Regions from separate parts of the Mus musculus genome. Here all the other regions are linked to region 1. Evidence: chromatin contacts called from public promoter capture Hi-C data. All regions are on one chromosome and are shown on one strand. Each heading gives the region's core, a stretch centred on a gene start, on an enhancer-like site or on the middle of the called end of the contact. The rest is flanking DNA. Distances are from core to core; before and after follow the strand shown. Region 1 holds the start of Dgcr8 (DGCR8, microprocessor complex subunit). Region 2 holds the start of Ypel1 (yippee like 1). Region 3 holds the start of Yeats2 (YEATS domain containing 2). Region 4 holds the start of Hic2 (hypermethylated in cancer 2). Region 5 holds the start of Ppil2 (peptidylprolyl isomerase (cyclophilin)-like 2). Region 6 holds the start of Ube2l3 (ubiquitin-conjugating enzyme E2L 3). Region 7 holds the start of Ydjc (YdjC homolog (bacterial)).

The links. Promoter capture Hi-C pulls out the DNA fragments that hold promoters and counts their contacts.
Region 2: a promoter capture Hi-C map of liver shows a contact between it and region 1, with 2.9 times the contacts expected there. The contact joins the promoter of Ypel1 here to the promoter of Dgcr8 in region 1. A contact is called at or near these places in 2 of 39 promoter capture datasets (cranial neural crest and liver).
Region 3: a promoter capture Hi-C map of frontonasal cranial neural crest shows a contact between it and region 1, with 5 times the contacts expected there. The contact joins the promoter of Yeats2 here to the promoter of Dgcr8 in region 1. A contact is called at or near these places in 3 of 39 promoter capture datasets (cranial neural crest, frontonasal cranial neural crest and maxillary cranial neural crest) and 1 of 115 datasets of contacts at active chromatin or transcription factors (large pre-B cells).
Region 4: a promoter capture Hi-C map of liver shows a contact between it and region 1, with 4 times the contacts expected there. The contact joins the promoter of Hic2 here to the promoter of Dgcr8 in region 1. A contact is called at or near these places in 3 of 39 promoter capture datasets (hippocampal neurons and liver) and 1 of 484 Hi-C or Micro-C datasets (B cells).
Region 5: a contact with region 1 is called in a promoter capture Hi-C map of the C10 cell line, with 3 times the contacts expected there. The contact joins the promoter of Ppil2 here to the promoter of Dgcr8 in region 1. A contact is called at or near these places in 3 of 39 promoter capture datasets (the C10 cell line, cranial neural crest and liver).
Region 6: a promoter capture Hi-C map of liver shows a contact between it and region 1, with 5 times the contacts expected there. The contact joins the promoter of Ube2l3 here to the promoter of Dgcr8 in region 1. A contact is called at or near these places in 7 of 39 promoter capture datasets (the C10 cell line, cranial neural crest, hippocampal neurons and 3 more), 1 of 115 datasets of contacts at active chromatin or transcription factors (pancreatic cancer cells) and 1 of 9 other capture datasets (adipose tissue).
Region 7: a promoter capture Hi-C map of hippocampal neurons shows a contact between it and region 1, with 2.9 times the contacts expected there. The contact joins the promoter of Ydjc here to the promoter of Dgcr8 in region 1. A contact is called at or near these places in 3 of 39 promoter capture datasets (hippocampal neurons and liver).

Annotation. Positions count from the first base shown.
Region 1 is chr16:18,287,855-18,290,554 of GRCm38.p6, forward strand. It overlaps Dgcr8 (DGCR8, microprocessor complex subunit), which reads right to left and starts at 1,314. Exons shown (of 14, transcript NM_033324.2): 1 at 1,249-1,314.
Region 2 is chr16:17,068,729-17,071,428 of GRCm38.p6, forward strand. Ypel1 (yippee like 1) reads left to right here and starts at 1,411. Exons shown (of 5, transcript NM_023249.6): 1 at 1,411-1,635.
Region 3 is chr16:20,139,634-20,142,333 of GRCm38.p6, forward strand. It overlaps Yeats2 (YEATS domain containing 2), which reads left to right and starts at 1,430. Exons shown (of 31, transcript NM_001145930.1): 1 at 1,430-1,602.
Region 4 is chr16:17,232,296-17,234,995 of GRCm38.p6, forward strand. It overlaps Hic2 (hypermethylated in cancer 2), which reads left to right and starts at 1,292. Exons shown (of 3, transcript NM_178922.3): 1 at 1,292-1,435.
Region 5 is chr16:17,109,810-17,112,509 of GRCm38.p6, forward strand. It overlaps Ppil2 (peptidylprolyl isomerase (cyclophilin)-like 2), which reads right to left and starts at 1,443. Exons shown (of 21, transcript NM_001252444.1): 1 at 1,334-1,443. The coding sequence starts at 1,365.
Region 6 is chr16:17,200,143-17,202,842 of GRCm38.p6, forward strand. Ube2l3 (ubiquitin-conjugating enzyme E2L 3) reads right to left here and starts at 1,350. Exons shown (of 4, transcript NM_009456.2): 1 at 1,293-1,350. The coding sequence starts at 1,319.
Region 7 is chr16:17,145,550-17,148,249 of GRCm38.p6, forward strand. Ydjc (YdjC homolog (bacterial)) reads left to right here and starts at 1,418. Exons shown (of 5, transcript NM_026940.4): 1 at 1,418-1,597; 2 at 1,684-1,843; 3 at 2,049-2,148; 4 at 2,248-2,425; 5 at 2,607-2,700. The coding sequence starts at 1,434. LOC115488656 (a long non-coding RNA gene) reads left to right here. Exons shown (of 3, transcript XR_003951945.1): 3 at 413-475. It also overlaps a transcript of Ccdc116 not described here.

The sequences.
Region 1 (2,700 bases), core at 64-2,563:
TGGAATAGACAACTAGAAGCAGGAGATTGGAGATCAGAAGGGAGGACAGACAGTACTGGAGATGGGAGTCATGGAAGATGTCAAAGGAAACTGATGTGAAAAGTACATAGGATCACATGGGAGGGGAATGATGACAAGAGAAGGCCAAACTGGGCAAACCAGTCAAAATCATGTTTCTCACAAGGTAAAATTCAGACAGCCACTGTGAACTGCCTGCTCCACATGTTTGGCAACACAGCTCAAAGGGTAGCCCTCCTGCCTGTAAACCTCACTATTCTTCAGCTGACTGGACCTATGGATGCAGATTTTGATTTGCCAATTAGACTGTGAGCAAGTCAGACCCACTGCTGGCTCCCCTGGACCCTGGCACAGGGCTTACCCAAAACATGTGAACAACTCCTACTTGCTGAACGGATGGCCAGTGCTACAGCTGCAGCCTCCCGCTCAACCCAAAGGCAGTATGACCTCATCAATTCCTTTGTCACCCCGCAAATCCTATTCTAAACTGAAAGGCCACACTAGCTGGGCCAGCCTTTCACTATCTTCGGTTAGTGATGGATTACAGTGGGAACTGAGCCACTTCCAAGGCTGGGAGTCTAGTTTGAGCCAGCAGAGAGTGGGCACCCTAATAGTGATTGGCATACAAGAGTCAACAACCCAACACAGGACATCTCTGCATCTGGCAATAAGGTACATGCAAGCATGCAAGATGGCAAATCAAATTCCTACCATCAGCAACCCAAATCCACTGGATGATACTACTTGACATGTATCGCTGTCAACAGGTTGCCACTTGCCATTTATTTCTACAACGTTCATTGTTACTGTAAAACCACATTCTGATAAGCTACATGACACTTCATCCACGGGTAATTTGGTGGAGACTTGGGCGGTTTCTTGGCTTTTTCCAAACAAAACAGGCGGAGTTCGGGGCGTTGAGGTGTCCCTGCCCACACCTCTCCCGCCAGAAGGCGAGGCAATGGCTTCGGGCCCACCGCCCAGGGGGCTTCGTTACCAGGCAGACAGCACCCTACGTTCATGATGCCTGGGCTCCGGGCCCGGCCCCCACTGCACAAAGGCCGCGACTCCGCGTGGCCCAGCCCGCCTAGCGCGCCGCGCCCCGCCCCGAGCCCCGGCCTGTGGCCTCGCCCGGGAGGGGTGGGGGTGGAAGGAGGGAAGGAAAGGGCGCAGCCTCTCCAGGCCGCAGCGCCCGCCGCCCGCGGGGCGCCCATCGCGCCCCGCACCTACCTGTGGCGCCCGCGACCTGCCCGAGCCGCCCGCAGCCCGACCACAGCCGGTCGACCCTCACCGACCCCGGCGCCGCCACAACCCGCGAAGGCCCTTGCAAAGCGCTCGGCTCTTGAGACCCGCTGCCGCGCGGGCGAGCGGAAGGCGGGCCTTGGCGGAGGGCTACCAATCACGGCGCACGGCCTCCGCGCATTGGGGGAGCCGGGAGCGGGCTGAGGCGGCCGCCAATCGGCAGCGCGAGGCGCGCGCGGCCCAATTGCGAGGCGCTATGGAGACCGGGATGGGCGGGACCAGCCGCAAGCCTGGCACTTCTAACGGCTGTCGCTCCGGGTGGGGCTGAGTTGCGGCCGCGGGGCGCGCCGGGAGAGAGGCGCGTAGAGGCTGCCGGGAGCCGGGGAGCGCGGGAGTGCGAGGGACGCTGGGAGCTCATCTATGAGCTGGCCTCTGTTGAGCTCAATAGTCACTTTTGAGTTTGCGAATGACAATGGACCTCCGGCTCTGGGTCGTCCCAAGGACAATGTTGGAGGTACACCCATCCTAGAAAGTCAACGGATAAGATGCGCGATGCGGAGGATAGGAAAGGAGTTTTACTCGCAATATCATCACACCAGGAAGGACAAAGATCTGATGACTAAAAATGTTCGCTGTGCTTACAGCATCCTCCGTGTCAAAAAAGGAAGGAGAAGCAGAGCCGATTGGGGGTCCTTTTAGTTTGGGGTGGACCTTAGGTAGGCCTTGCAGACTTGTGTCAGTGCCAAAGACCATAAAGAAACTTAAGCAGTTCCAGACTCATCTGACACCCGTGGTAGCAGTATGAGACTTAGGAAAATTCTTTAGGACAGAAGTGACTCAGAAACAAAATGAAGTTAGCCAGGTCTGTTCCTGAGCCCTTCAAATCCCGAACCCACAAACCATTACTTCATTGCTATAAGCCCGGGACTAAGGTGGGGATAAGTTATATTTATACTATCCAGAACCTCAAATAGTTTAGCTTTCCTTTAGGTTCTGATTCAAGTCAATAAGTGTAATAAAAATTTTATAGAAAACTGTCTGCCGTTAGGCAAACACTTCAGTAATTGCTGCTGGACATGAAAAGTGGATGCTAAAAACACGACTAAAGGGTAACATGTTGAAGAACTCACGGTCTCAGCACACTTGTGTTAATGCTAAAAGCACTGAGTTATATCCCTAAGGTTGGGGAGATTGTATCTATTTTTTTTTTTAAGATATATTTTATTTATATTAGTACACCATTGCTCTCTTCAGACACAACTGAAGAGGGCATCAGATCCCATTACAGATAGTTGTGAGCCACCATGTGGTTGCTGGGAATTGAACTCAGAACCTCTGGAAGAGTAGTAGGTGCTCTTAACCACTGAGCCATCTCTCCAGCCCCAATTGTATCTATTTTAACAAAATAGAAAAGTTTCTCCCCAAAATTCTTAGAAATTG
Region 2 (2,700 bases), core at 161-2,660, 1.2 Mb before region 1:
GACAGAAAAAATGTTGAAGATCAAATGATACATGTTCTCTCTCAAAGCAGATTCTAGCTGCTTGAAATGTTTGGATTTGTGTGTTTTTCCTGGAGTGCTTCCAGAAGTCAGGACGCTGGAAAAGGGCACTGGAGTATCCATGATATGAACAGGTAGGTGTTAGAAGTGGGATGGGTAGGAAAGGAAGGCTGGAGGAGGCCTAACCAATGCTAAGGAAATAGGAAAATGCCGTATATAAACCTACTATTTTCTAAGCTATTAAAAAAAACACATTTTTTAAAAGATTTATTTATTTCATGTATGTGAATACACTGTCGCTGTCTTCAGACACACCAGAAGAGGGCATCAGATCCCGTTACAGATGGTTGTGAGCAATCCATGTGGTTGCTGGGAGTTGAAATCAGGACCTCTGGAAGAGCAGTCAGTGCTATTAACTGCTGAGCCATCTCTCCCGCTTAAATTCTTTAAAAATAGAAGAGTCAGCCAGATGGTTCAGTGAGTGAGGGTGCCGCTATCAAGCCTGCTGACCTGAGTTCAAATCCAGGATCAATATGGTAGGTGAGAAGCAGAGCTAACCTCTGGTGCACAGGCATGTGCTTATTCACACAATAAGCTTAAAATATAAAGTTCAAGATCATGTTTGAGCTACATAGTTGAGGCCAGCTTGAATTACAGAATTACAGAGATCATATTCTAAAAGCCAAAAAAACATGAGACTCCCTAGCTAGGACGAATACAAAAATAGAGTAATCAGTCACTTGGGAGACTCACTAAGTAAATGGCAACTCAAAGGGCCCACAATCTAATCAATTAGGGGTATCCTCAATACAATAAATCCTAACAAGCACACTCTAGAGGGCGCAAATACGTCCTGCAATGTGTACATTCACCCTCAGCAGTGTGCTTTGAAAAATCGATCTAAAGAGACTAAGAAAAAAATAACAGAAGAAGCGCAGATGTGGGCATGGAGACTGGGTGATACTGCCTGTGTTTTGTGGGTAGGAAATCTAATCTGGGGTTCCATAATTCAAGTCCACGCAGACCTGGAGGCTCTTGGATGGCGACTTGGAGAGTGGAGAAAGGGTGGTCAGTATGGAGAGAGGGAAGAAGCTTGCGCTCTAGGGACCCAGCTGCAGAGGTCCTCCTGCCTGCAGCCTGAGGCGCAAACCTGTGGAAAATCTCGGTCCTTTGGCCTTCCAGGACCCTACCTCCCCACCGGCCCCGCGACCTGCCGGTTCGCCTGGGTTCCTCGTCAGGCCAGCCCACCGGACTCCTGGCGAGCTCCACCCGGACACGTTCCAGCCCAGTCCCCCGAGCGCAGCGGGGCGCGGGTGGACGCGTGGGGCAGGGCGAGGGGCGGGGAGCGTGGAGGGGCGGAGCGGCGGGAACGCGAGGGCGGGGCTCGGACACTGATTGGGCATCGCCACGTTCCGAGGCCGTTTATGGCGGCTGGGCTGGGCTACGGGTCCAAAACAAAGGGCAGGCGGCCCGCGAGGCGGCGGCAGGAGGATGCCTCGCGCCCGGAGTGGGCGCCAACGGCCGGAGCGCGTCCCGGGTCACACCGGGACCGCCTGAAAACCGAGCTCGCGCCGACCGAGCCTGGGCCGGATGGGCGCAGCGGACCGCGGAGCGGCCGTGAGTACGGGCGGGCCTCAGGGGTTCTCTGCGGAGACCTGAGGATCTCCGGCTCCGGGAGGCGGGGAAGCACCTGTTGGGCGCGGGCGGGCCGGGCGGGAGTGCGGAGGATGCGTTGACTTTTTGTTCTGATGTTCCGAACTGTTGGTATTTGGGTCATTAGAAGACAACGCAAAATCCCGGTCTTTCTTTCTTTCTTTTTTCTTCGCCCCCCCCCCCCCATTGTTTTTTCCCCTACCTTAAAAAATGGGGAAAGAAATAAATACAGAAGATACCTCCAATAAAAGAATATTATGGGGTGGCATTTTCAAGTTGCCTGTACAATAATAACTAAAGGGAATTGTCCTCATTGTTTACCACTTGTGGCTCTAGGCTTTATCAATGTAAATTGCTAACAGTAGCAACTAAATAAGATATTCTCTACTCAATAACTGCACAAATGGTCATCTTCGATCGTGTACTGAGCTCCAGGATAGAAAGCCGGCAGAATTCTGTTTTGGATAGATAATAGACGTTGAAAACATCATTTTTCAGCCCAAGGTCTTTCTAATTCAGTTGCCTTATAAGTATCCACAATGTATTCACCTTAACTAATGTATCTTGTCAAAGAATTGACCATACTCCTCCTCGCTCCGCTGAAGTTCCAAGACCAGGCTCACCTCCTCTGGGGAACTTCTCCAGGCCCCTCTGAGTAAGCCACCCTCACCCATCACCCAGGGCCCTTTACCTCTGCTGTGTTCTGGTAGATGTGTTAACAAATGTTTGCTGAGTACCCGTCTCCCTCTCCCCTAGGGGCTGGTCCAGTGGGTGTCTGTGTGCATGTGTATGGTGGGGTACAAATAAATAAACACACACACACATGTATATTCACCGTGTGTGTGCCTGGTATCTAGAGAAGCCAGAAGAGGGCATCGGATCCCCTAGAGCCGAAGTTATGGATCCTCCACAAGAGCAGCAGGTGCTAAAGGATGTCAGCCCATCTCTCCAGCCATACTGTGGGCTCTTAAAAAAGTCAGGGGTGCTGTATTTGAAGAGTTTTGCTACCAGGATCCCTAGGTCTATGTG
Region 3 (2,700 bases), core at 180-2,679, 1.9 Mb after region 1:
AATATTTCATATTAAACAAAATGCATAAAAAGATTGACAATATGTACATAAAATATAATAAAACTCACTACTCGGGCTGGTGAGATGGCTCAGCAGGTAAGAGCACTGACTGCTCTTCCAAAGGTCCTGAGTTCAAATCCCAACAACCACATGGTGGTTCACAACCACCAGTAATGAGATCTGACGCCCTCTTCTGGTGCGTCTGAAGTCAGCTACAGTGTACTTATGTATAATAGTAAATAAATCTTAAAAAAAAAAAAAAAACCTCACTACTCAGCTTGTGTGGTAAGTATGTACAAGCTGTACAATATGAGCAAGAGCTGAAAAAGTCTGAGGCAGCTCCAAGGTCAGCCTGGATGCTGTAGTCCTGAAGAAGTAATAGGAAGTCTTGGTGTGTAGTATCATGGAAGAAAGCTGGTTTCAAGCGATTTTAAAGGGAAAACCGAGGCTTAATGGATTGTCATTCATTAGCTGCATCTACATTAAGTAAATCTACAAAAGTAAATGTTTCTACAGAGAAACAGTGTCTCAAAAAACAAAACAAACAAAAAAGTTTTCAACGTTTTCAAACCTTCACCCTTTCTTTCAGTCTACAAAGTATCTGGGACCAGAGGGGGGAGGGGGGACCACTACACCTCACTCAGGTGCTACATCTACTAAAATGGGTTCACAATGATTAATGCCTTCTTCCTGTCTTTGCTTCCTTCATTCTCTCTCTCTCTCTCTCTCTCTCTCTCTCTCTCTCTCTCTCTCTCTCTTTTTGGTTTTTCGAGACAGGGTTTCTCGAGACAGGGTTTCTCTGTATAGCCCTGGCTGTCCTGGAGCTCACTTTTTAGACCAGGCTGGCCTCGAACTCAGAAATCCGCCTGCCTCTGCCTCCCAAGTGCTGGGATTAAAGGCGTGCGCCACCACGTCTTTCTTTCTTCCTTCCTTTCTTTCTTTCTTTCTTTCTTTCTTTTTTTTTTTTTGTTTGCTTGTTTAATATATATATTTATGGTGCTGGAGGTTGGACCCACAGCATTGCTCTAAGCAAGCACTCTACCAATAACTTTTACTTTGAGACAGGGCCTTGAATTCACTATGTAACTAGACAGGTTTTGTACTTGTGATGCTCCTGCCTCAGTCTCCAGACTACAAGTATTACCCCGCGATACTAGATACTAGGTTACGGCTGCTATATACACCTCTATCACTAAACACAGTGACGCAAGATGGTACGCTCAGCAGTGCGGTCACCATAGTTACTATTGCCATGACTACAAGAGAACCAGCATTCTCTCAAACTTTCAGCAGGAAGACAACGGTTGGCCGGCTCAAGCGGTCAACCTGAAGGTGCGACGCAGAGTTCAGGAGCAGCTTTAGCCCCCCGCGGCCACGCCGCCCCGACCCCGCCCCCACCGCGCGCGCCCGCGCCGCCCCGCCCTCGAGGTGACGTGCGGGGCGGAGCCTGACGGCGGGCGGGCTGCTCTGTCGTGAGCTTCCGCGCGGGCGCGTCCCGGGCCTCGCACGGCGGTTCCACGGGAGGAGACCTTTCGCTCTTTCTCTCCGCGTGGGGGTTCCGGGTCCCGGCAGGGCGGCGCTGCAGCTGGGCGCGCAGGAAGGGTGAGTGTCGGTGCGGGCGCGCGTCTTGTGCGGGGCATTGTCTGGCGCGGGCACGTGCACCCCTCCCCCACCGCGGCCGCGCGGACAGCTCAGCGGCGCGGACGGGTGGGCGCCTGGGTCCGCGGAGAGCCAGGTCCGGCGTGGGGAGGGTTCTTCTCGCCGCGCAGCCTCAGACGGGTCGCTTTGCAGCCGAGGCGGCTGAGCTTGCGCGGTGACCCGCGGGTGGTCCCGAGACGAGGTCGCCTCGGCAAGTTTGGATTTGCCCAAAGAAATCTGCGGCGGCTTAGGAAGGTTGCGAGAAGTCTGCACGAGAGCGTAGGACGGTGCTGTGTCCTATGGAAGCTTCGGAAAGTGAGGACTTGACCAGAAACACGGCTCGGTGTGCTTATGCAGAAGACAATAAGGCTTAGAGCTCATCTCCATTATGCAAGTATTTATGTTAAACAAAAAATACTGTGTCCTATAATTCTGCAGCTCACTAACATCTTACTAGTTTTGATATTGCTAGTATTTTTGTCTAGGCACATACCTAATTGCAGAAACAACCCACTTTTAAAATTCCATAACATAAACTAGAAGGTAATACACATTTATTCAGCAGTATCGTTGCCATTAATAAGTAGCAAGTACTCATCCGAGAATATTTTTAAAATTTAGACAAGGACAAAGAAGAAATTCTAGTGTCCAGAAGTAATTACTATGGGTGTGTATATTTGTGTAGTCTGCCTTAAAGGTAGGACCAAAACAACCGATGAGGGGTTGGTGCCTTAACTGTGGTTCGTTTTAGACGGGGGTCTCTTTCATATACATACATAGACCTGTCTCAGAACCTCAGTCCTCTCTGTAGACCAGGCTGGCCTCGAACTCAGATCTACCAGCCTCTGCTTTCCCAGTGCTGGGATTAAGGGTGTGGTTCCACCACCACCACATCTGGCAGACTTACTTTTTATAGGAAGCTCGTAGAAAGGTTTTGAGAAGGTAGTGGCACAATCCCACCACTACACCGGAGAAGTCAAAAGTGTGTGTGTGTGTGTGTGGGGGGGGTGCTGAGGAGTCAGGATGCAGCCTTCTGCGGTAGCCTGGATTGACTCCTTGCAA
Region 4 (2,700 bases), core at 42-2,541, 1.1 Mb before region 1:
CAACTGGAAGTCACTATGTAGTCAGACTGGCTCTAATTCACAGAGATCTGCCTCTTTCAGCCTTCAGAGTTCTGGGACTAAAGACATGCCCCATGCCACCCATTTTCAATCTATTGAGTTTTCGCCATTTCTAGGATGTTTAGGCATAGTATTCTATGTCTTGGCTAGTATAATTGACAGCAGTAGCTTTATAATTTGCTTTAATATCTGTTAGGACAAATGTACTCCTATTTCTGTTGTTTGGTGTTTCAAAGATGATAGTTGTAAAAACAATCATGTATTAGCTATGTAGCTATTGGGTAAACTAAGAATTTTAATTTTTTTTAATCTGTTATTTTAAGCTTGTACATTCGGAAAGCATGCTTGCCTCTGTGAAGGGTTATTGAATTGGGTTTCAATGTTGACTCTGGGTCACAACCTCCCTATAGAACAGCTGTAGGTTCTGGCTAGGACTTTTCTGACCTTTAACAGTGGTGGGCTTTAGTGTTTAGTGTTCAAAGTAGAGAGATGGTCATCTAATAACTCTCTAGAGAATAACTCCGTGTGAACCCCAATACATTTGGATGGCCACAAGTCTTGGGTCTTTACTGGGCTGCCTAAACTCCTGTGACCTGCGGCGGTCACCGGAACTCTGGATAAGTAAGCAGAGTGTACACGGACCTCTCCGCCCTCTGCGCAATCCGGGTCGACCTTCGCGAGAGTGGATGTAAGGATCCTAGGAGAAGTTTAGGGTTAAGACTCCCAGGCCTCTTTTCTCCTTTAAAATCAGAACCACGCAGGCCTTCCTGCAGCCCAGACAGCGGAGCAAGCAGCCTTTGGGTGCTAAACTTTATAGACTGAGATACTCTGCGTAGATCAAGGGGCTCAAACGGGCGGAAGAGGAGAGGCGCAGGCCACCTGAACCGGGTTGGTGGTGATAGTGTTGGGGGTTCTGAAGGGTCCGGGTCAGGCTCAAAACGGGTCAGTCTTCCGTTTGAGGGCTGGGCATAGACCCGTGGTAAAGAGCAGGATTCTTGTTTCGCTGGGTGTTGCCCGTCAAGTATTTTGAGGTGAGGTTGCCATCCCGTTCTGGCGCCTGCATCGGGACCCTGTAGGCGACCTCCCGTGCGCCCCTCCCCCATTACACTCTGCCGCAGCCACTGGCCCATCCCTGGACTCAGACCCCTCGGCGGCCCCGCCCAGCCTCAGGGTTCCGCCCCCACAAGGGTCCGCCTCCAGGTCCGCCCTGTCGCTCGCCCATTCAGATGTGGGTCAGGGGTGAGCGGGTGGAGCTGACGTCACAAGCTTCCAAGATGGCGCGGAGCGGGCGGCTGTGAGCAGCGCTCTGGGCGCGCTGGGCGGAGAGCCGAGCGGGGGCCGGCGGAGGGCGGACAGGGCGGGCGCGTGCAGCTCAGGTCGGGCGCCCAAGACGAGGGGCCTCTGGCAGGCACCTGAGGTAAGCGGTGTCCTCGAGGGAGGGCGACGCGGGCCGGGCGCGCCCCCGGAGAGGGGGGCGTGGGCGCGCGTGGGACGGAGCGCGCGCACGGCCCCTAGTCTCGAACCGAGGCGCACGCGGGACCCTGGACGGGCGGGGGCTTTGTGGTTCAGGTGCCCGGCGGGTTGCGGCCGGCACGGGGACTCCGGGCACAAAGCCCCCAGGGCCGCGCCAGTCCGGGGACGCGAGTCTGTGGAGCGGGGGTCGACGGGGTAGCGGGCGCCGGCTCTTTGTGCCTTTTCATTAGCAATCTAATCCGAACGGCGTCGGGCGAGCTATGCTGCCTGACAGGCGGGCGTTCTCCCATTATGCAAACGGCTGTACGCCTGCGGCTGCCCCTCACTGGAACGCTTTACGGTTTCCAGAACTGCGCTTGTGTGTATGGTCTGCAGTCCTTTTCCTCGAGTACCCTTCCTGGCTGGGGGACTGGCCGTGTCAGGGACAGGGTAGGGCTTAGAGGGCCCGGCTCCGTGGCTGGGTGGGCTTTCTGCCCTGCCCCCAGACCTTTGCTGGAGGCAGCCGCCTGGCAGGAAGAGAGATGGGCTTGGGGGGAGGGGGTCGGGTGGCAAGAGGAAGGGACTGGCTGGCTCAGGGAGTGAGCTGAGGGGCCCTAGCTTGTCATTCTCTGTTTATCTTCCAGAATGGTTCATATGCACACAAGCCTGGGTGTAAGTGCTGGGGGAAAATACCTCTCCCTGGGGGGCAGTGACTTAGGTACTTGGAGTGATTGAGGCCAGATAATACTCTCAGCGGCCGCGCCCTGAACAGTTTTGGACTACCTTGCGACGAGAGTCCCGTGCTGATCTTGGCTGGCCGGAGAGATTCAGAAGTTATTTACTTATGTGTTCTATCCCCCTCTTCACAGTATCTTTTCTAGTTATAATTGTCAGGCGCATTTGGAAAGCTGTGTTCCAGGTTCCTCACTTTCAATCAGCAGGAGGGGTGTAACACTGAGAGGCCACCCCCACTGACATATGTGGCGATGGGGGAGGGGCGGATCCTTGCCTATAGGAATCCTGTGACTGGACTGTTACTGGGGTTTGCTAGCTGTGGCTTTTGCACCTAGGACCAGGAGATTCGGCAGGTCGTGGAGGGGCTCATCTTCTAGGCTGAACTTGGGATTTCCAATCTAGGACAAAGGTTGGTGGGATGGAGGCAAACCCTAGAGGGATGCCACATTATTGCTTCTGATTCCTCCTGGCCTTGCCCCTCCACTGTTATCTGCC
Region 5 (2,700 bases), core at 193-2,692, 1.2 Mb before region 1:
GTGTGGCACATAAGAAGGACAAAAGATGGAGAGATAAAGAAACATCAACAGCACCTTGTCCAGAAGGAAATGAACTGGACTTATAGACTATCTGACAGGAAGAGCTAGGCACACAAAGCTCTGGGGAAGCCCTTTACAGGAATAACACTTACTGAGGCTGGAACAGGACAAGCTGAATCTGTTCCAGAAAGGAGACAGCAGAGGAAGAGTGTGATGAGGTACGTAGCAGCAGAAAAAGACACAGAAGCAAGGACAGCGGCCGAGTCAAAAATGAGTCAAAGATCAAGGAGAGTACTCTCTATTTGCCTAAGTGTGATGGGAAGCTGGTGGGTGATTTTGAGCAGGACCCAGACATGATCTAACATAGCTCCAGTTGCTCTGTGCGGTTGTTCTTCTGTTAGGATGAGAATTGTCTTCAGTCTATATATAGTAAATCAGGGACCCACTATGTAACCACTGAGCTAGGATAAGAAACGGCAGGCTTAGGTGTGAAAATTATCAAGTTCCCTTTTAGCATACTAGTTTTGAAAAAGCTGTAAGTTTTCCAAGTGGAGAACTGAGTGAAAGCTGCTGACTTAGTGCAAGAGACTCTTTGAACAGATCCACCACAGGGATGAAGGAAACACCCCCGAGGTCTGGGACAAGGGGAGGGGAAGCCCAGCAAAGAGGAATGAAATAGAGATCATTCGCAGATTAAATTACTAAGCGCCAAGCCTTTAATCCTAGCACTCGGGAGGCAGAGGCAAGGGGATTTCTGAGTTCGAGGCCAGCCTGATCTACAAAGTGAGTTCCAGGACAGCCAGGGCTACACAGAGAAACCCTATCTTGAAAAACAAAAACAAAAACAAAAACAAACAAAAAAAACTACTAAGCGCATGTAAGATCTCACTAAAGGCTACTTTTGGAAAGGGAAGAAGCCCAAGGACTGAAAAGCTGGATACTAGATCTGGCAATACAGAAGTCAAAGATATCCTTGCAAGCAGCTAGGGGCGGGGAGCATCTGAAGAGACAACAGAAAACAGAAAGTACAGCAGCAGCAAATGGGAGGGGAACATGGAGCACGACCCGCCTATCTTCAACTTGAAGGCTGTCGCCTGTGTGTAGGCTCTCAGACTAGAGCCAGGACGAAGCGGACAACCAACTCAGGGGCAAAACTCGTTCGCAGAAAGGCTAGGGGTAGGGAAATCCCGGAAGTTAGTTAGTCCGGCGGTAGAACGCCCTGGCCCGCGTAGGCTGCACTGAGGGACGAGACCGCGCCTGTGAGAGCTGAGGCTTTCAGATGATAGCCTTCAGCACGGCGACGAGCTGAGACGAGAGACGCGACCCAACTTACATCTTGTCCTTCTGGTGCTGTCGCTTCCCCATGGTGGCAACAAACCGAAGAGACCACAGCAGACACTGACTATGGCGCCTCCGCTTTCTCAACTACTTCCGGAGATCGACGCACTGGATCCCGGAAGTTGGAAGAAAGCATTCTGGGAATTGTGGTTTCCAGGTGTCCAGGTGCTGGGTGCAGGCACCGTGCTAGGCTGAAGCTTGCTAACTTTGAGTAGAATCCACTTTTCCTGTCTCCCACCATACTGCGTTGCCTCCCCCAAGCCCTCAAAAACTTTTCTATGCACTGTCTGGCTACTTGTTCAGTCCATGCTATGCTAGGCAGACTCACTCAGACTCACCTCCTTTGTATCTAAAGATCTTCAACCTTTTTCACCTTCTCTAAAGCCATGTCCATGTGTATACTCAACTCTTCTCTCGTTCGGTCCCCACGCCCTTCAGGCCCATCAGCTGGCAGATGACCAAGCCCTCTCTGCTCCTTCTGTGGCCAGATCTTTGGTCTGGGTCTCATGTGCCGGGAGAATGGGTCCCAAGTCTCCTTTTTTTTTTTTTTTTTTGGTATTTCGAAACAGGGTTTCTCTGTGTAGCCCTGGCTGTCCTGGAACTCACTCTGTAGACCAGGCTGGCCTCGAACTCAGAAATCCGCCTGCCTCTGCCTCCCGAGTGCTGGGACTAGAGGAGTGTGCCACCATGCCCGGCCCCAAGTTTCCTTTTTAAAATTGTGTGTGTGGTTAAATAGTGGCCATGCCACAAGTGTAGAGCTCAGAGGACAAGTGAGGAGTTGGTTCTCTTTGCCAGACTTGCACAGCTCTTATTTGTTAAGGCATCTCTCCACCCTAAGCTGGGTTTTTGTTTGTTTTTGTTTTTTGAGACAGGGTTTCTCTGTGTAGCCCTGGCTGTCCTGGTGCTCACTCTATAGATCAGGCTGGCCTGGAACTCAGAAATCCACTGCCTCTGCCTCCCAAGTGCTGGGATTAAAGGTGTGTGCCACCACCGCCTGGCTGATCAAAGAATTCTTAATTTCCTTGTTCCAAATCTCCACTTTGATGCTAAATGGTATGTTCCATACCCTAACCCTAACCTCCTGATAAGATCTTCAACCAAATAATTTTAAGATGTCTTGTCAAATTCCTACATAAACATAAAACATTAGAAACCCCCTAGCCTTGCAGTTTGGGGGATATTAAAAAAAAAAATTCTCCTTTGAGACTATGCTCTCAAATCCTACTTTAGGGAGATAACCCTGTCTAACTGAAAATGCAACCAAAAAATCTGGGTCACTGGTCTGATTCTCATTTGGCAGGATTAACAAGGACCACCATCCACCCAGTTAGCCAAAGGCAGTCATCCTGTCAGCTTCTTACT
Region 6 (2,700 bases), core at 100-2,599, 1.1 Mb before region 1:
AGGGGACCTGAGAAAAGGCAGATGAATTCATGTCATCAAATTACAAGAAAACAGCATGCAGTCACGAAATCTTCCTAAACTGAAACCCACAAGGCTGAAGGGACGACAACTTTTGGGGTTTGAACACGGAAGTGATTAGCATTCCTTTCCTGTAGGTAAATGATGGAGTGTCACCCGCAGAACAGATAAGGGGGTTTGATCACAATTGTTTTGTGCCCACTTCCACTCTAGTTTTATCAAATGTTCTCTCTAGGTTTCAGTGAGCAAATGGCTTTCTTTTGTTTCCAGTGACTCCATCAACCAAATACAAATTTGGTCTCAAGAGCCAGCTCCTGCGACCTTTTTTATTTCCGGTCCGGCGAGAGCTCGGCCGCACTACCAGGTAGCACTCAAACACTGGCGGGTTATCTTTAGAGGATGTCCGCAGATCTACTCGTGAAAAACTCCAACTGAGCACCTATATTGTATGCTTCACCAAAGGAGCCAATTAGTGAAGTGACACTCCCATACATTCAAGATACAAAGTGCGTATACCAAGTTATTTTCGTAAACTTTGGCAGGTTTTGATTTCAACGACAGAAACCAACCCCCACCCTTCATCAGGGAAAGGAGATGCGGATGACTAAGAGGTGGATAGAAAAGAGAACCTAGCTACGCAGGGAGACGACCCCACGCCTTCCTAGAGTTGGAACTTGTCGGCTGTGTGACTCTGCAGTCACAAGGCGACAGTTTGCGTGGACCCAACACAATTTCAAAAGACCACCAACTAACTGACCTAACTTTGGCCGCCTGCCCTCCTCCTTCCTTTCCCGTCTCGGGCCTCGCAGCCTCCCGGTCCCGGAGCTGTGGGCTGGCGGAATGGGGCTCAGAGAACGGCGACCGCGGCCCAGGACCGGGCGGCTCCGCGGCGCGTACTCCCAGCCGGGGCTCCGGCTTTCTTCCCCGAGGGCGCCCAGCTTGGGGCCTCCAGGCCCGGCCCACACATCAACGGCGTCCTCGACCCGGACCGCGGCCGCTGCGACGGAGGGCCCGGCTTCGCTCCAGGAGGAGGGGGCTCGAGAACTGCCCAGGCTGATCCGAAGGGCCGGCAGCGGCGGCTCTCAGCGCGGCCTTGCGCTCCCGCCCAGGCTGCGGCCTAGGCGGCCCCGTTAGATCTCTCCGCACGCGGCACAGCGGGGCCACGCAATGAGGGATGAAGAACGGCGTCGCCCCAAGGAACCGCGGCCCGCCGTAGGGGTCCCGGCCCGGGGACGCCGCCCCCCGCCTGGCCAGCGCCAGAGAATGGCTTTTACCTTCATCAGCCTCCTGCTGGCCGCCATCTTGGATCTGGTGCTGCTGCTTTCCCAAAATGCATCGCGGTAGGCCAGGCGGCTAGAACCCCCTCACTTCCTGGAGCGGGGGAGGGGCTAACCGGGAAGAGCGCGGAATAGAGAAATGTGCCTACTGTGTGCAGGTCCCAGGGCTATAGAATCCTGTGTAGACTCGAGTGACCTGGACAGTTAAAGATCCTTACTTTATGGCGCCTCCAATCCTATGGCAAGTACATACAGTGCTTGACACATAGTAGGTGCACTATAAATAGTGTGTACACAAAATAATAGAATAATCAAGATTATTTCAGGCACTACTAAACATTGTGAAGAAATCAAAACTGGGAGATGAGAAAGTTATTCTGTTACTGAACACGTAATACAATCGGTAAAGTGCCTGCCTGATCAAGAAGGACCTGAATTTGGGTTCCCAAGAACCCACACAGAAGCAAGCATGGTCATTAGCACTAGGGGAGGTAAGTTACAGTTAGATCTCTGAAGTTCTTTTTCTAACCTGCCTAACTGAATTGATGGTGAGCCTCAGATTCAAGGAGAAAACCTGTAAAGTACAAACAAGGAAAGAATTCTGTGGACCTCAGGTCTCCACATGCATGTGTGTGCACGCCCACACTAACATTCACATACAGCCTCCTACACACAAGAACTACAGGATCTGCTTCTCAGGAAGGCTCACTGAAGAAATACCATGAATAAGACAGTGCAGGGCAGCCGAAGATAAGTGGATTGTGCCTTTAATTCCTGCAGAGGGAGGCAGAGGCAAGCAGAATATAGATTCTAGCCAGCCTAGCTACATAGTATGATCCTAGTAATGGCTGAAATATCCAGAGAGGAAGAAAGAAACTGCCAGAAGGCAAACCCTACACTCACTCAGTGCTTTTACAAGTGGAGAAGTGTTGGAGGTTGGGAGATGAGATGTAGATAAGGCCTCATGTAGCCTAAGGTGGCCTCAAAATTCACTATATAACTAAAGATGACCTTAAACTCCTGATCCTCCAGCTTCCACCCTCAAGTTCTGAAAGTACCTGTACTCCATGAGTAACATCCATGTGCCCATTAGAAAGGATTTTTGCTTTGGTCTTTTGATGCCCTTTCTATCTAAAATTAATAGACTCCCTAAGGGAAAATCACTTGACACCAGTGGGGGAATGGTGGGCTAGGCCACCAAGACCCCAGACTCCATGTCTCAAAAGGGCTGAAGCTCTAAGGAGAAACTAGCAGTACAGAGCTGGCAACATGAGGCCGACAGAAATGTGAAGAGAATGCATTGCTTTCATTCAGCAGAATATTCAGGACACTTAATTCAGAGGTTTTCAAATTTGGTTCAAACAATATAACTCTTTTTTTGTTTGTTTGTTTGTTTTGTTGTTCT
Region 7 (2,700 bases), core at 168-2,667, 1.1 Mb before region 1:
GGCTTGAATCAAGAAACAGACATCCTATAATGAATGCTTCTCAGTTGGCAGAATGCTTGCCTAACATGCATGAAGTCTTTGGTTTAATTTCCTGTGCCACAAAAACCAGGCGTGGTAGCACATACCTGTAGCTCCAGCACTGGACAGGTGGAAGCTCTAGGATCAGACGTTCAAGGCTAGCCTCAGCTGAATGAATAGTGAGGTCAGCCTGGTATACATAAGACTGTTTCAAAACAGTATCAAGACAGCCACATTACCATGTCACCATGGTGATTATAGGTAAGTCATGGATAAGGAAGCTTACTGGACAAAGTCCAAAAGTGAGGTGACGGATGTAAGCATTGCCTTAAGCTCAAGGTGAAAGTGAACTAGTGCTTTCTTGAGTAAATCTGCCAGTTTTCTTGTTGTTTAGAGCTTTTGCTAAGAAAAAGCCTCCCCTTGGGAGAATCAGTGAGGAACAGACTGAAACAAAGAAGAGCAGCATTACAAGAATGAAATAACTTGGCATCATCATTGAGTGATGGAGAAAGGTAGGTGGCTGGTTTTTTTCTCAGAGAAAATAATGGAAGGACAATATACTGCCCAGAAACTTAGTAATGATAAACACTGAGAAGAGCAAGGGGAATTTCTCTTGAATATATTTCTCCTTTTCGACATTAAAAAAAATTACAGTTCAAAAATAAAAAAATGAGCTAGAGAACTCAGTGGTTAGGAAAGCTTACAGTTCTTGCAAAGGACTGAAGTTCGGTTACCAGTATGCGTTCACATTGTGGATCAAAACCAGGCGCGCATGCACACACGCGCACACACACACACATATGCGTGTGTGTATTTATGTATGTATATATATATACATATATATATATATACACGTGTATACACGTATATACATATATATGTGTGTGTTTATATATACTATATATATACACACACGTGTATACACATATATACATACATATGTATATATACATGTATATATACATAAGTATAAACACACATATATATGTGTGTGTATTTATGTATGTATATATATATACTATATATACACACACACGTGTATACACGTATATACATACATATGTATATATACATGTATATATACATAAGTATAAACACATATATGTGTGTGTGTGTATTTATGTATGTATATATATACTATATATACACACACACGTGTATACACGTATATACATACATATGTATATATACATAAACACACACACACACACACACACACACACACACACACGAACAAAAAAATAAAATTTGCAGAGCGTTAGCAGGACATTCAGAGACCTCTAGGTGGCGAGAACAATGGCGGCTTGCAGCCGCATTTAGGCGTGTGCGTCGGGGTGGGGCCTCGGCAGCGTTCGAGGGCGGGGTCTGGATGCTCCAACCTATTCCCTCTGCTCTCCAGCCAGGGTTTGGCAGCCATGGCTTTTCCCCGCGTGCGGCTGGTTGTCACCGCTGATGACTTTGGTTATTGCCCGCGGCGCGATGAGGGCATCGTAGAGGCCTTCCTGGCAGGAACTGTGACCAGCGTGTCACTGCTGGTTAACGGCACAGCCGCAGAGAGTGCGGCCGAGCTGGCCCGCAGGTGAGGGCGGTCCCCTACAGGACCCGGCTGGTTTAGGGGCTCCCACTTGGTGGCAGCCGGTGATCGCTCTCGCGCTCTGCCCGTAGGCACAGCATTCCCACGGGTCTTCACGCCAACCTGTCTGAGGGCCGTCCGGTGGGCCCGGCCCGCCACAACGCCTCGTCGCTCCTCAGCCCCGAAGGCTTCTTTCTCGGCAAGATGGGATTTCGGGAGGCTTTAGCGGCTGGAGACGTTGCTTTGCCCCAGGTGCGGAGACGTGGCTGCAGGGGAATACTCATCTTGATCTTCAAATCTCAGCCCAGAGGGTATCATGGAAGTCGTTGGGTCAAAAGCGGATGCTGGGTATACTCTCTAGTTCAAAGGCTGGAGCAGTCGCATCGTGGCACCAGACGGAGCTCCTAGTTTTGTGGCTGCTTCCCGAAGCTCATAGTATCTGTGCCCCTCCCTTCAGGTGCGGGAGGAACTAGAAGCTCAACTCAGCCGCTTCCGGGAGTTGCTGGGCAGGTCCCCCACGCACGTGGACGGTCACCAGCACGTGCATGTGCTTCCAGGTACGCGGCTTGATACTCCCAGGGCGGGGGGTGGGGCTTCTTTCCTGGGTTGATGGGAGGTCGATGGAGACTCCCCTCTGCGCCCACCCCTCCAAGCAGGCGTGTGTCAGGTGTTCGCCGAGGCGCTGCAGGCGTACGGGGTCCGCTTCACACGGCTGCCGGCAGAACGTGGCGTGGGCAGCTGCGCGTGGCTCGAAGCGCCAGCGCGCGCCTTCGCCTGCACGGTGGAGCGCGATGCCCGGGCCGCAATTGGCCCCTTCTCTCGCCACGGCCTGCGGTGAGCATCAGCCTTCCCAACTACATCCAACCCTGCCACGTCCCCAAAGATCCCAGTTTTGGTTGGTTTTTCTCAACCAAAAAAAAAAAAAAAGTTAGGAGTTGACCTACTGTCCTGCTCCACCCTCTGCCTATCCCGACCGGTCCTTGAGGCAACACCTCTGATATCCTGGCACTCACAGGTGGACCGATGCCTTTGTGGGCCTGAGCACTTGTGGCCGGCATATGTCAGCTCACCGAGTCTTGGGGTCACTGGCGCGGGCCCTGGAAGATATC